2 separate regions of the Mus musculus genome follow, and region 1 is linked to region 2. Evidence: chromatin contacts called from public Hi-C data. All regions are on one chromosome and are shown on one strand. Each heading gives the region's core, a stretch centred on a gene start, on an enhancer-like site or on the middle of the called end of the contact. The rest is flanking DNA. Distances are from core to core; before and after follow the strand shown. Region 1 has its middle 78 kb from the start of Cdc42se2. Region 2 overlaps P4ha2 (procollagen-proline, 2-oxoglutarate 4-dioxygenase (proline 4-hydroxylase), alpha II polypeptide).

Region 1 (6,218 bases), core at 1,819-4,318, 590 kb after region 2:
AGTTGCTAAGCTCTGTCAATGCTTTCCCCTTGTCTATTGAGATAACTGGATTTCTCCTGTGTTCTGTTGTAATACCTAGTTAATACTACTCTAACAAATCAACCCAAAACTTGGTGGCATAAGCTACATTGCTGCACTTCTCTGTGGGTCCAAAATCCAGAGGCCGGAGCTGCTGTGTGTCTCTGAGGCTCGGTGGCCGAGGTCTTAACTGAAGACCATAAAGCTAAGGGCTACAAGCATTCCAGGGGTAGTGGCTGCACACCAGTCAGTTTCTCCCAAGCTGTTTCTAGGCATGGGCCTCACCCCTTACCCAGCTGGGCTGTCATGCTTTCCTTGTCATGGAGGCCCAGTTTTAGGGACAGAAACCTGAAGGCGAGCCTGACAAGCTGCCTGGCTACAGGCTGGCCAGATTCTGTGGGACAGAGCGCCCATGGTTCCATGCGGTGGGCTGGTGGCTGTGCGCCTGCTTCTGACCATCAAGAAGTGGAAAGGAGCAGGAGAAACCTGATACAATAGAGTTGATGTGCTAAAGCAATGGTTCTCAACCTCCCTAACTATGCAACTCTTCAACTCTGTTCCTTGTGTTGTGACACCTATACATAAAATTATTTCACTGCTATTTCATAATTAATTTAGCTACTCTTATGAATCATAAGTATCTGATATGTAGGGTATTTGATATGTGGTCCCCTAATGGGAGGTTTACTTTTAAGAAACAAATACCATAGCCTAGTGTGGTGGCGCACTCCTTTAATCCCAGCACTTGAGAGGCAGAGGCAGCTGGATCTCTGTGAGTTTGAGGCCAGCCTATTTTACATACTGAGTTCCAGGGCAACCACTCTGTCTTGAAAAACCAAAAGATAAAAAGAAAAACTTGCTTAGGAAATAAAGTAGATCTTAGTGTGTTAACGGTTGGGAGCCTGGAAATCGCCACACAAACCACTCAGACATTGATCGCAGTCAAATCATGAATGGTTTATTGAACGCCACACCCCAAGACTGATCAGGGCCACATGTCAGCCTTAGGAATGACTGATGTGTCAAGATCCCATAGGGCTTTTAAAAACATCTGTACCAAGTTATTTCACCAGTCAGGATTTAGGGGTAGGGGATTTCCTTAGGAACATGTCTGTTGCACACTTGGCCTGCTCCCATTGGAGTTGGGGTATTCAACTGTGGCAGGGGACTTGCCTATATCATTCATGTCTTAATGTCTCAACCAGGATGGGACTTGTCTAATATTTATGTCTTAACTTGTCACCCAGGATGCCAGTTAAACACAGACATGTCTCTTTCTGCCAAGTACCATGCCAGTTCCTAAAGAGAACTTAGGAATTTAAACTTTACTCAGTCCCTACTCAGAATGAAAGTCTTACTCCAAATAGTTTCTTACATTGGTGCAGGTATCTCTCTTATGTTGGGGTCCATCCCAGGGGCAGCTTATAAAAGGCAAATACCATAAAAGCTCATCCACCCCTGTGGGAAGTGCTGTTGGGTGGTTGGTTCAGGTCCAAGCTTATTGTGGCTAACTATACAAAGCAGTTCTAACTGACTTCCGTTGTTCTGTTGTGATTGGTTTCCAAGAACAGCAAAGCACAGAACATCCTAGTAACAGCACATGAGAAAGTTTCCTTATAACATTAGTAACAACACAAAATGGCGGGCTAGCCAGGTAACAGTTAGCTAGGCCTTAACTCTAACCATGCTTTTTAGAAACTATAGAAAATTTGTGCCACAAATTTTCTGAGATTTAGGCTTGCTGAGGAAGTTTCTGTTAATGTTTGTTCACTAAAATTGACTTCCAGTTGGACTTCATTCCCATAGCAAGGGACAACCCTGACTTACAACCACACACTAGGCCCATCCCCATAGCAAATAACATGGGCGTCAGGGGCTGTGCAGTGTCATGACAGTCATTAAATCTTGATCTGGCATTTTATGCCCTGTGCTATTATCAGGAATAGCATAGTTCTGTCTGGTAGGAAGATGAACTTGAGTAACTATTCAACAACACTAGTGTCCTTAAAATAATTCTGGCAATAGCTTTGCTGTATAAACCTCCATCTGTCCAAGTGTCCAATTTGCAGCCTCCTGTCTCTGTTGATATTCAAAGTGTAACTTGGGGCTGAGACCTGAAAAAGGATGAGAGCATATGTGGAGTGAATAGACCTAAAGACTACACAAGCTGGCAAAAACTTCTGTTCAAGGCCGGTCCCCTTTTGTATATTAGCTAGAATCAGTTGTGTAGTATTGTCAAAGAGCTTTCCTTTCATTAACCTCTGAATGTGTGGAGTGTTCCTCACTGGGAAGACATATTATTACTTCTATAGCATGTGGAGGCCCCAGCAAGATGTCCCTACACCCTGGATTCTTGTGCTGCTGGAAACACTGTTCAGCTGGAGGGAAAAGAGGAGTGAGCCCCAGGAAGGTGGAAACTTACCGATTCTCCAGAATACTGGTCACTACTCCAGATTCTTTGAGAGATAAGGAAATCTCAAACAGGAAGTTGCAGGAAAAGGCAAGGTACTGAGACTGGACTCCAGGTCTCGATCCTACAGGGTCTAAGAGGGCTCTGATCAAGCCCTAAGGAAGCATTGTAGTAAAGCTAACAGGTGGGGTAGGGATGTGTGTCTCCAGAGATCTTTCCTAAGAGGGCTGACAGTCAAGTCTCCCATACGAAAACATTGGGAGGGAATGTTGTAAGCTTTGAGTGAACCTATGAGTGGATATTCTGCCTGTATGTATGCTGCAGGGACCCCTTTTTCCAGGGTGATTAAGAAGACCTTTCTCTGAGGAAATCAGCCACCTGTTCAGCTGGATTAAGCTGGATAAACTAGATTGCAAGCTCATGTTCACCCCTAAAGCCTGTTCACGTGTTCCTTGGAGTTGAGCTGCTCTCCCATAGATCTCTTTTTTGACACAAAAAGACCAACTGAAACAAGGGACTTGTCCCACGAGGAGGAGGGAGTTTTGGATCCTGCTCAGAACATGAAAATGGCACTGGTATTGCTAACAGCAAAGGAAGAGCTCCTCCATCTGGTTATGAGCAGACATTATAGTCTCTGCCACTGAGCTCTGCTCTGCAGACTTGGCTGGGCAGGATGGCCTGAGCTACTGTGTTGGCAGGAGTATAGCAGCCTCTCCCTCTCCCCTCCCTCTGCCCAGACCCCGGGAATTCTGGAAACCTTTCTAGTCAAATGGATTCAGGGCCCCACCTCAAAACAGCCCCTGAGGTACATGGCCAATTTTTCTATGGGAAGTCCCTTAGCTGTGCACTCTGGGGAGAAAGACTGTGGGTAGATGCTTTAGTGTATCCTAGTGCCTGCTGCTTAGACTGGGTCTCCAAGCCAGTTCCTCTGAGACAATATGATCTTACTGTTGTTACTGGGACTCCTTTGTCTATACCTGTTGTCTACCTTTGTCTCTGCCCTTCCACACCTGGATACTTTTGATTTTATTTTTACTTTTCATAGGTAGTCTAAGGAAGCAGCCTGATGCCACAGCTTTTGAGACCCTTAGATATAAGTTTTTATGGCTGCTTAGTAGTCCCAGGGTTACAGATACTAAAAAGAAAAAAGAATGTTAGCTGTTGGACAGGCAACGTTATTCTGCTTAGTAGAATAATTATATTATCCTTGTCTTCCTAAGAGAGGGAATACTTAGTAACTTTTTCATGTTGTCTGTCTCCATCTACAGACACACGCAGAGTAGTTGTGAATATCTAGATCACTGGGCTCATTCCTATAGAGGAAAAAATGTCTTTTGGGTATGGGTCATGTTGGAAAATTGTCACATGCTGTATGTTAGATCTCAAACAAGTCTCACCCAGAACCTGGGCAGTGAGCATCAAGCAAAACAAATGTCCCCAGCCTCTCTCCCTTCCCAGCTTTGTCCAGCAGCCCAGCCCTTTTGTTTTTGGTAAAGGGGTGATGTAATCTCCTGAAATGGGCAGTGTTGTCAGGTCCCAGGAAGACTGGAATGTTCAAGGTTCCTGACACTTCTAAAGCTACTGCTGAGATGTAAACTCCCTTAGGGTCAATGAGCCCATAAGAAGTGTTACCAATGATATAAATCTGAGATCTTATCTCTAATAAAGGGGTTAAATTATTCTAGATAGAATAAAATTAAATAAAACAAAACAAAACATCAAAACTTGAGGCCAAGTCGCAGAAGGTCAATGTTACACAGGACTGGAGGAGGAGACTTTAAGACAATATACTTAATGGTTAAAGTTGGTCCCCAGTGCTCCAGCCCAATCTAAGGAAGAGGAGGCTGGTGAAGGCCCCACCTTCCTTCACCAGAGGCCTGATGGGGAAGCAGCAGAGGGGAGGAAACCTCTCTTCCGCTTCCTCTCGGCTCTTCTGGCCAACCCTGGCAGCCTAAGTCTAAAACAGGCTTATGAGCGCCATGTCTGAATGCATCCCTGGCTTGTGGTGCTTTCAGATGAAGTAGGCCCCTGGGGTGGCCTGTGGAGCTTGTGAGGAGTCCCAGACAAGCACCCACAGATGGCTGGGTCCTCACCTTGTCTTTCCTGGCAACTCATGAGCATGTGTGTGAAAGGGAGAGGGGTCAGGGGCGCCCCACCCCCAAGTTTCTCCTTGTCAGGTGTTTGATCACAGCAACAAGATAAGTATCTAAGGTACTTGGTGATGATAGAATGGCAGACAGCAGAGCCTGGTGGCCCAGCTGCAAGTCTAGCCACTCAATGAGACCCAGAGTCAAAATGAACACTAGAAAATAGCCTCTGGCAGCCCAGTGGCAGAGCATGCACCTTGCTTCTGGGTTCAATCTCTAATGCACAGAGGGAAAAGAATTAAAAGTTTTTCTCAGCTCCTTAACATGATGGGACTCCAGGGCTGAACTTAACACTTACTTTGAAGGCAAAGGTAAAGTGTCCATGAATTTTTGCAGTCAGCGTCTATCCAGTGCTCACCAAGCAGTTTCAGCTCCAGTGCCCTGGGCTTGGTAAGTGGCTAGAAATGGGATGCTGGGAAGGAGGCGTGCCAGGAGGCAGGTGTATTTGCTGTGAGCAAACTGGACTAAAAGAGGTTTAGCTGCCACTGGAGCCACTTGTGTTGGTGCCCATGGTCTTCCCTCCCATCGCCTGTCAGTCTTTCTTGGGTGTTCATTAGGACTGGGGCAGGAGAAAATGTAAAAACTGTAGTAAAGTACAAACAACATAAAATTAGCTTCTTAAGTAGGCTTGTGTGCGCTTCGGTGGCCTTAGAGGCTTTGACTTTTCTTACCAACCTTCACACTTCCATATCTCATAAATCCATCTCTGAGCCCCAGGAGACCACCATTTTGTTCCTGGAACTGTGACTGACGTTGTGTAGCTTGCATAACTCAAGTTCTTTTTTGGAGTGGGTGTGGGGTGGGGTGGTTTTTTTCTCTGTGTAGCCCTGGCTGTTGTGGAACTCACTCTGTAGACCAGGCTGGCCTCAAACTTAGAAATCTACCTACCTCTGCCTCCCAAGTGCTAGGATTAAAGGCGTGTGCCACCACTGCCCAGCATAACTGAAGTTTTTTTTTGACTGTTTGTTGACTTACTTGCTCTGTTCTTGAGGTTGACCACGAGTTAGCAACTATGGGCCCTTGTGGAGGCTTGAATGACAATGGCTCCTACAGCTTATCTTTTCAAATGCTTTCTCATCCAGCAGTGGCACTATTTGAAAAGGATAGTCCTTCTTAATGCTTTATAAAATTCTATATAAGACTTATTTGTTTATCCTGTTGTTGACAGATACTTGGTTCCAGGGGTCTTGGCTATTGTAAACTGCTGCTATAAACATCCTACTGTAAATGTTTTGATAAAAAATATCCCACTGCATTTCTGTTGTGTGTTATCTAAGTAAGGTAAGAGAGTACATTCATTTCTACTTCAACAGATACTTCCAAGCAGTTTCTCAGTGTGGCACCTAGAGTTTATCTACCCAACTTCAGTATTTCTAGATCATCTCTAATGCTTGATATTTTCCCCTCTTTATCTTACTTGTTCTTGTAGGGTTCAGTAATTTATCTTTTTTATTTTAGAGTTCCCTAGTGATAAACTGAAAGTTGGCAGAGTATTTTGGTACACTGTGTGAAGTTTACCCTTGTATTATTTCAAATGCTGATTTCTCTGTCCAACAATCTGGTTTCAATCTGGACGGGGCTTTGTTTTATTTCTTCTTAGAAGCTCCTGCCTCAAGTTTATATAAATGCTGCTCCTCATTCAT
Region 2 (6,956 bases), core at 1,070-3,569:
TAAGCCCAAAGTAGGTGTCTCTGAGGGTCCTGCTGGGGCACTGAATAGGGTGGGGTGCAGTCCCTCCTGCTACCTCTATGGAGAAGTTTGTCTGTTCCCCACTCTCACCAATAGCTAGCATGAGTTCTTTGACATGCTGCAGACTTAGGCTGACCTTGAAGGTTCGTGGCCTACTAGGGAAGGAAAAGTTGGGATGCAGGAGGGGCAGACATAAGCTATGACAGCAGGTCATGCTGGGAGCAGGGCATCTCAGTAACAAGTACCAATTCACCTGGTTGAAGGGCTGGCATATGGGTTGTTTTTGGGGAAATGCATAGTTCCAGAAAAGTGGGACCTCAGAGCTGCAGTGAGGGGGAGGGCTGCGGTGAGGGGGAGGGCTGCGGTGAGGGGGAGGGCTGCAGTGAGGGGTGATGGGGGAGGACTGCAGTGATGGGGGAGGACTGCAGTGAGGGGGAGGGCTGCAGTGAGGGGGAGGCTGCAGTGAGGGGGGAGGGCTGCAGTGAGGGGTGATGGGGAGGACTGCAGTGAGGGAGAGGATTGCAGTGAGCAGTGACAGCTGCAGTGAACTGTCTGACTTGGAGGAGGATATACATCCATACAATCTGGATATCCCTCATCTTCTCCATTTATTCATATGTTTACTTTTTCAGTTCAAACACACTTTATACATTTTTTACTAAGCTTAGTAGTCCTTGGTTTGTTTTTGTGAATTTTCTTCTCGGGAGTATTTTAACTGGTTACATTGTTATATTAGTTTACTATTATATGCTAAATTATTTACATCTATCTATCTATCTATCTATCTATCTATCTATCTATCTATCTATCTATCTATCTAATGTATATGAGTACACTTTCAGACACACCAGAAGAGGGAATCAGATCCCGTTACAGAAGGTTGTGAGCCACCATGTGGTTGCTGGGAATTGAACTCAGGACCTCTGGAAGAGCAGTCAGTGCTCTTAACTGCTGAGCCATCTCTCCAGCCCCTGCATATTTCTTTTTTTTAACATAGGGTCTTATGTAATTCAGGCTGGCTTCAATCTATCAATCTATCTATCTACCTATCTATCTATCTATCTATCTATCTATCTATCTATCTTTCTATCTGAATATGTGGATAACCTTGAACTTCTGACCCTTCTGCCTCCACTTCCCAAGGGCTAGAATTACAGAATTACAGAAGTATAATATTATAGCATTTTCTACAATGCAGGCAATCAAACCCAGGGCCTCATGTGTTAAGCAAGCACTCCTTCAGCCGCTCCATGCTCCTAGCCTGCTATGCCTAACTATTTGTTTTGAAATGTACCTCATGGTGATAATTAGAGTTTATTTTCCCTTGAGAAAATGGAGAAAACTGGCCTGTGTGGACCAGAGGTGGTAGAAGTTAGTCCTTTTTTGGGCCGACTTTCTTGGGTTATCTCAGTAGGATTGTCCTTTGCAAGCAAGAAGATATTTTGCCTTCCTAATACAACTCCTTCGCCTTGACTGTCTTATTGAGCTGCCTGGAACTTCTACAACATTTTTGCAGCAGACATCCTTGTCTTGTTTCTGAGTATCATGGAAATCCAACTGGTATTTCTGCTTTGTATGCTTATTGACTGTTGGTTTTGTATATATGTCAGGTTGATACAATTATTCTTGGATGCCTAGCCCATAGATGACTTGATCCCATTTAATCTCTTCTGAAGAGAACTGTGGGCTGCCATTTCCCCCATGTTCTCCCATCACAGGTCATGGGGAGGGAGGAGTTAGCTGGCTCCTCTGGTCTTTGTGTGTAGTAGAATTGTAGTGACTGAGATGGCCAGGACTTCTGCTCATGAGCAGACCTCAGAGGTTCCTGTATTAGCCTCCAGAACCTTAGCACAGCCTTGGTTTGAAGACCTAGCACATCTGGAGACAGGGTCTTGCTCATGTCACAGATGTCACCGAGAGTCAGTCTAGTCAACGTGTATAGACAACTGTAACCGGGACTCATCTCACTTCCTGGGTCAGTTACAAAGTCCTCGAGAAAAGAAAACTATTTTCTGGGTTTCTAACCGAGAGAGGCACTGTCAAGCCGAAATCTCCAGAGATTCCTTACCTGCCTTAGTCTCAGACATTGAACATTTCTCTGTGTGCATGTGCATACATGAGAAGCATGAATCAGGAAGGTGGCTGGCGTTGGGACAATTGTGTTTTGAACAGGAGCCGTGTGACAAGCATACACATTGGCCGTCATTCACTGACCTCTTCTTTCCGGAGGCTAGGACAGACAGATGCTATTCTGGCTTTGAAGTGGGGCCAATGAGCTTAGCTTGGCTTGTGGAGAATGCCTGGCAGCTGTCTGTGAGTCCCCAGTCTGCTTTCAAAATAGCCCCGTCTGTCCCCAGGGCAGAACACAGCTGCCCAAAGTCTTTTTTCGGGCACCAGGCCAATGCTGAGGCTCCAATGTTTGCACTGTCTAGTGGCGATGGATGTCACCAGGCAGGGATGACTATCCATTAGGCTCAGAGAAGGACCATAGCCTGGGGAACCCGTCTTCGCTGGGTATGCTGGCTGCCATCTTCACATTAGAATGTTATGACGCAAAGTGACCAGATGGGCCAATTTACTTCCTTACCACATTTCCGTTATGGCTCTCTTCTCCATCTCTCTTGTCACCTCCTGTTCCAGGCCACTGCCATCTCTTGCCCTGATCCTTGTTCAAGCATTCTGTTAGTTTTTTCCCCCATTCTGGTCTCTTCTGTGTCACCTTTCCATAAGGTGGCACAATAGTCCTTATATTGTAGCCGTCCCATCCCTCCCTTACATAAGGCTGTCCCTATTTCAGGTTGACCATAAGATGGCAGCAGACCTCATCTCTTCTTCCCCCCAGCCTGTCCTCATCTCACTACATCCTGGAGCCTCAGCCTGTGTAGCCAGTGCCCTTTCATCCCGGGCCTTCCCCGCTGCTGTAATGTACAGGACTCCAGGTGCCTGGTACCCTAACCTGTACCAGTAGAGGGGCACGGTCCTAAGGAGGAAGGACCAGGGGGTTCAGAGATAAAGAAGATAGAACAGGTGGGCTCAGGAGGTCTCGAATAAGATATGTCTTTTGTCACACAGCTTTTAAAGAAGTTTGGCACCGTATATACTGTTTTCAGGGTATAAGTGAGACAGTGCCACTGAAAAGCTATCCTACAGTATGACAAAGTCAGCAGGAAGCTAATCAGGCAGTGTTGCACAAGGGGAATACAGGGCATCAGAGAGGAGCACACAAATTTGGGACTGACAACTATAGGCCCCTAGGGTGGGAAGGGTTTGGTTTTAGGATCCAAAGCTTCAGCTCCCCAAGGCCAGGGTCCCAGGCCATTACTAAGCCCACCAAGACTCAGACATTCCTTCCACACATGAGAGCCTCAGAGAATAATGACTTGGATCAGCCTGGCTCTCCACCGTACCCATCCACTGCAATCCTTTGGCTGCTCTCCCACGGGACATTACAGCTCACCCGTGAGCTTTTAGTAGTATGCTACAATTACCTGACCGGTTTTCTACTGTCTCCACTTGACCAAGTTATATGATGGCAGACGTCATGTCTCGGTCACCCAGCTTAGCACCTGGCACACAGTAGGTACCAATCAAATAGTTATTAAAAGCAAGAGTCAGCAATATTCTGTTTGGCTCATCTGTACTTCTGTCTGGACATGTCTTCCTTACCAGGCCCACATCATCTGAGCCCACTAGGACAGTCCACACCACAGATAAGGTATCTGTATCCTGCTGTAGACACGTCTATCCCTGCTGGCAGTACTTGCTAAGCCTTTATACGGAGACTGGGAACTAGGGTAAAGGGTGTGTGTATGTGTGTTTGTGTGTACGTGTGCACATGTGTGTATGTATGGTTTGCCCATAATGGGTGGCTTCTGCACCCACATACTTCAGATTCCTGCTGTTTACTTTGTTGACTCTAGGAGGGCCCCAAGAGACTGGAAACTGTCTCCTTGCTGAGTAGTGGGAGCCCAGCAAGGCAGGAGGCACAGCAGACAGTATTTGGATAGCTTCTTGGCAGAAGGGTGGGAAAACTTGACCAAGTCAAGAGAAGCCTCAGGTTGAGTCTGAGTGTTGTGGAATCATCAAAGCCCAGACTATTGTGTGGGCCTGTCAAGGAAGGCCTTGTTCAGGGAATATAAATGCATGAACCAAGCAGAGTTCATAAGCACAACAGTGCCGGCAGCATAGACCTGATAGGTGGTGGGGGTGGGGGTGGGGGTGGGGGTAGTGAGCAAGGAGGGTGTGCCAGGCCTCTGAGCACAGAGGAAAGTGGAGACTAGACTATAGCATCATGGGACCTTGGCTAGAGTCAGTCTCTGCAGCCGTCGCCCTACTGTGTGCCCTCCGTGTTCTCTGGGAAAACACCAACACCAAGAAGGATTCCTCTCTTTCTCCCTTTCAGCTTGCACGAGCCACTGTGCGTGACCCCAAGACAGGTGTCCTCACTGTTGCCAGCTACAGAGTTTCCAAAAGGTGAGTGGTGGGATGGGGTGGGGTAGCTGGTCAAGCCCAACCCTGGAGCTTCCCATAGGATGCAAGAGCATGCCAATGCCACCTTATCCAGCCTGCTGCTCTGCCTCGCTCTCCGTAGCATTTAGCCTGTTGCCCGTGAGTGCTGGCCTTGACTGGGCTCAGAGGACATCATCTAAGCCTGTCCATGCCTTTCATCTTTGCTCTTTTCTTTTGCCCAGCTCCTGGCTAGAGGAGGATGACGACCCTGTTGTGGCCCGGGTCAACCGGCGGATGCAACATATCACCGGGCTAACGGTGAAGACTGCAGAGCTATTGCAGGTGGGTTGGTCCCTGGGGCTGGAGGACTTCTGTTGGGCGAGGTGTTTTCCCAAAGTGCTTAGGCTGCGAGAGAAGGCTCACCCTCTGCATTAGTTATGTTCCTAATGAAAGGACCTGACAGAAGCCAACTGACAGAGGGGAGATCCGCTTCGGCTCACAGTCTCAGTCCACCATGGGGAGGCTTAGCAGCGGGAGCTTGCAACAGAGCTTGTTCACATCTTGCTGATTCAGAAACCAGAGGCCTGGCCAGAACCAACAGAAGATATAATCTTCATGACCCCCTTAGGCTAGCCAGGTTCCAGATTCCAGCCTCCCCACACAGTACCACCAACAGGGGAACAAATGTCTGCTCGTATGAGCCTTGACTTCATATTTGCAGCATCCAGACAAAAAACTGAGTGTGGCTATGCATTTTACTGTCACCCCAGCTGCTGTGGAGAGAACACGGACAGGAGGCTTGCTGGATGTCAGCTTACCTTCAGGTTCATTGTCTCAAGGGAATAAGGTGGAGCATGATAGAGTGAACACACGACATCCTTCTTTGGCCCCTGCATGCACACACCACCATATCCATACACCACATACATAAAGAACACACATGCACACACAAAGCTTGGGGGTTGTGCTCAGGCCTAGGGAGATGGCATCCCTGGGGAGTCGGGCTGCCGCGGGGCTGTTCAGACTGATGGCAAATGCAACGCTGTAATCCCTCTCCAGGTCGCAAACTACGGAATGGGGGGACAGTACGAACCACACTTTGACTTCTCAAGGGTAAGGCTCCGATCGTCTTTGGAGGGCTCCTCTCTGGCTGGTTTGAGAAGGTTGGAGCTTCTAGAAACATTTCAGCTCCCACGGCATCCCTCCTCCACCTACCTAGTGAAAGGGGAAATTCTGTGCTGCTGGCAAAGCACCTGCAGAGCCCAGTGGAGCCTGGTTGCATCCAATTGATGTGTGGGTGCTTTGGCTTGATAATAAAGTCAAGGACTTCTCTAGGTCCCTGTAAAGGGTTTTCTTGCCTCTCCCTGGTCCCCATTGTTGTATTCTGAGTGGGGTTCCCTGTATTACCTTGTCCCATTCTTGGTTTCTCAAGGGAAGGCAAACTTGCCACCTTCCCCTGACCCTTTTGGTCCCAGTCCTTTGGGTGGCGGGCAAGTTAGTTGGAAACTTGGATAAAAGTTGTTGTCTGTTGCAGCGACCCTTTGACAGCGGCCTCAAAACGGAGGGCAATAGGTTAGCGACGTTTCTTAACTATGTAAGTACTGGGCTGGGCGGTTTTGTTCACTCTCACTTAATTTTATAGAGCGATGAGCAAGATGCTTTCAAGCGTTTAGGGACTGGGAACCGTGTGGCCACGTTTCTAAACTACGTGAGTATGATGCACGTATCTGATGGGCCCCGTGGAGACCCTGGGGCCACCGGGCTCCGTATCCCACCCCCATCAGGGCTCATGGCATCAGCTGCTAATTAGTGGATCCTCGGTGCCCTTCTTGCCTAGAGTAGAGAGGGTTGGCTTTTGTCCTCACCGGTGTGCTTGTCTCTCTGCTACTCCCTGGCTCCCCACCCCCCAACATCATTATTATTTTTAGCTGTGGTAAAAATATACATAACATAAAAATTACCATCGTAACAATTTTCTGGTGTGTTCTGGTGACATTTATTAAATCCATCCCTAATGTGGACCATTTACCATCTGTTACCCTAGCTCTTCTCACCTCGTAAAATGGAAACTCTGTTTCTATTAAAGAGTACTTCCAGAGTCCCTTACCCACCCCCATCCTGCTTTCTGAGCCCACATGAACCGCATCAAAGGGGACGCCTGGAACCCTCTGTGCTTTTCACTGCCTGATGCCAAGTCCGCTCTCCTAAACAGATGTCTGTGTGGTGGCTGCTTCTGCTTCCCTTTGGTGGACACAGTTCTACTCTGAGCTTTGGGGATGAGAGCCCTGGTAGGCTCTGTCTTGGTGGCAAAGTGCACGGGAAGCAGGGAGGGGCTTTTAAAAGATAACGGCCTCTGTTTGCTAGTGTGGTTGGCCATTTTCCCTCCTGCTACCCCGCCCATCTGTAGGCTTCTGCTTCCCTTTCCCCGCTGGAGCAGCTCAGTCTAAGGAAGCCGAGTCAAGGGGCTTAGAAAGGAAGCTTGCTTATTC

Evidence for each region. Hi-C and Micro-C count contacts between places; a contact is called where the count stands out from the background.
Region 1: a contact with region 2 is called in a Hi-C map of cortical neurons, with 6 times the contacts expected there. The contact joins two enhancer-like sites. A contact is called at or near these places in 2 of 484 Hi-C or Micro-C datasets (both in cortical neurons) and 1 of 9 other capture datasets (embryonic stem cells).

The regions. Positions count from the first base shown.
Region 1 is chr11:54,706,768-54,712,985 of GRCm38.p6, forward strand. No RefSeq gene overlaps it. Among named protein-coding and RNA genes, the nearest start is that of Cdc42se2, 78 kb to the right of the region's middle. Within about 2 kb of position 3,069, at least 21 of the 459 cell types and tissues checked have an H3K27ac peak or open chromatin away from gene starts, as enhancers often do. A contact at or near this core is called in cortical neurons, where this site is marked.
Region 2 is chr11:54,120,237-54,127,192 of GRCm38.p6, forward strand. It overlaps P4ha2 (procollagen-proline, 2-oxoglutarate 4-dioxygenase (proline 4-hydroxylase), alpha II polypeptide), which reads left to right. Exons shown (of 16, transcript NM_001136076.2): 9 at 1-10; 10 at 4,421-4,491; 11 at 4,710-4,809; 12 at 5,527-5,580; 13 at 6,002-6,061. Among named protein-coding and RNA genes, the nearest start is that of Gm12223, 18 kb to the right of the region's middle. Within about 2 kb of position 2,320, at least 62 of the 459 cell types and tissues checked have an H3K27ac peak or open chromatin away from gene starts, as enhancers often do. A contact at or near this core is called in cortical neurons, where this site is marked.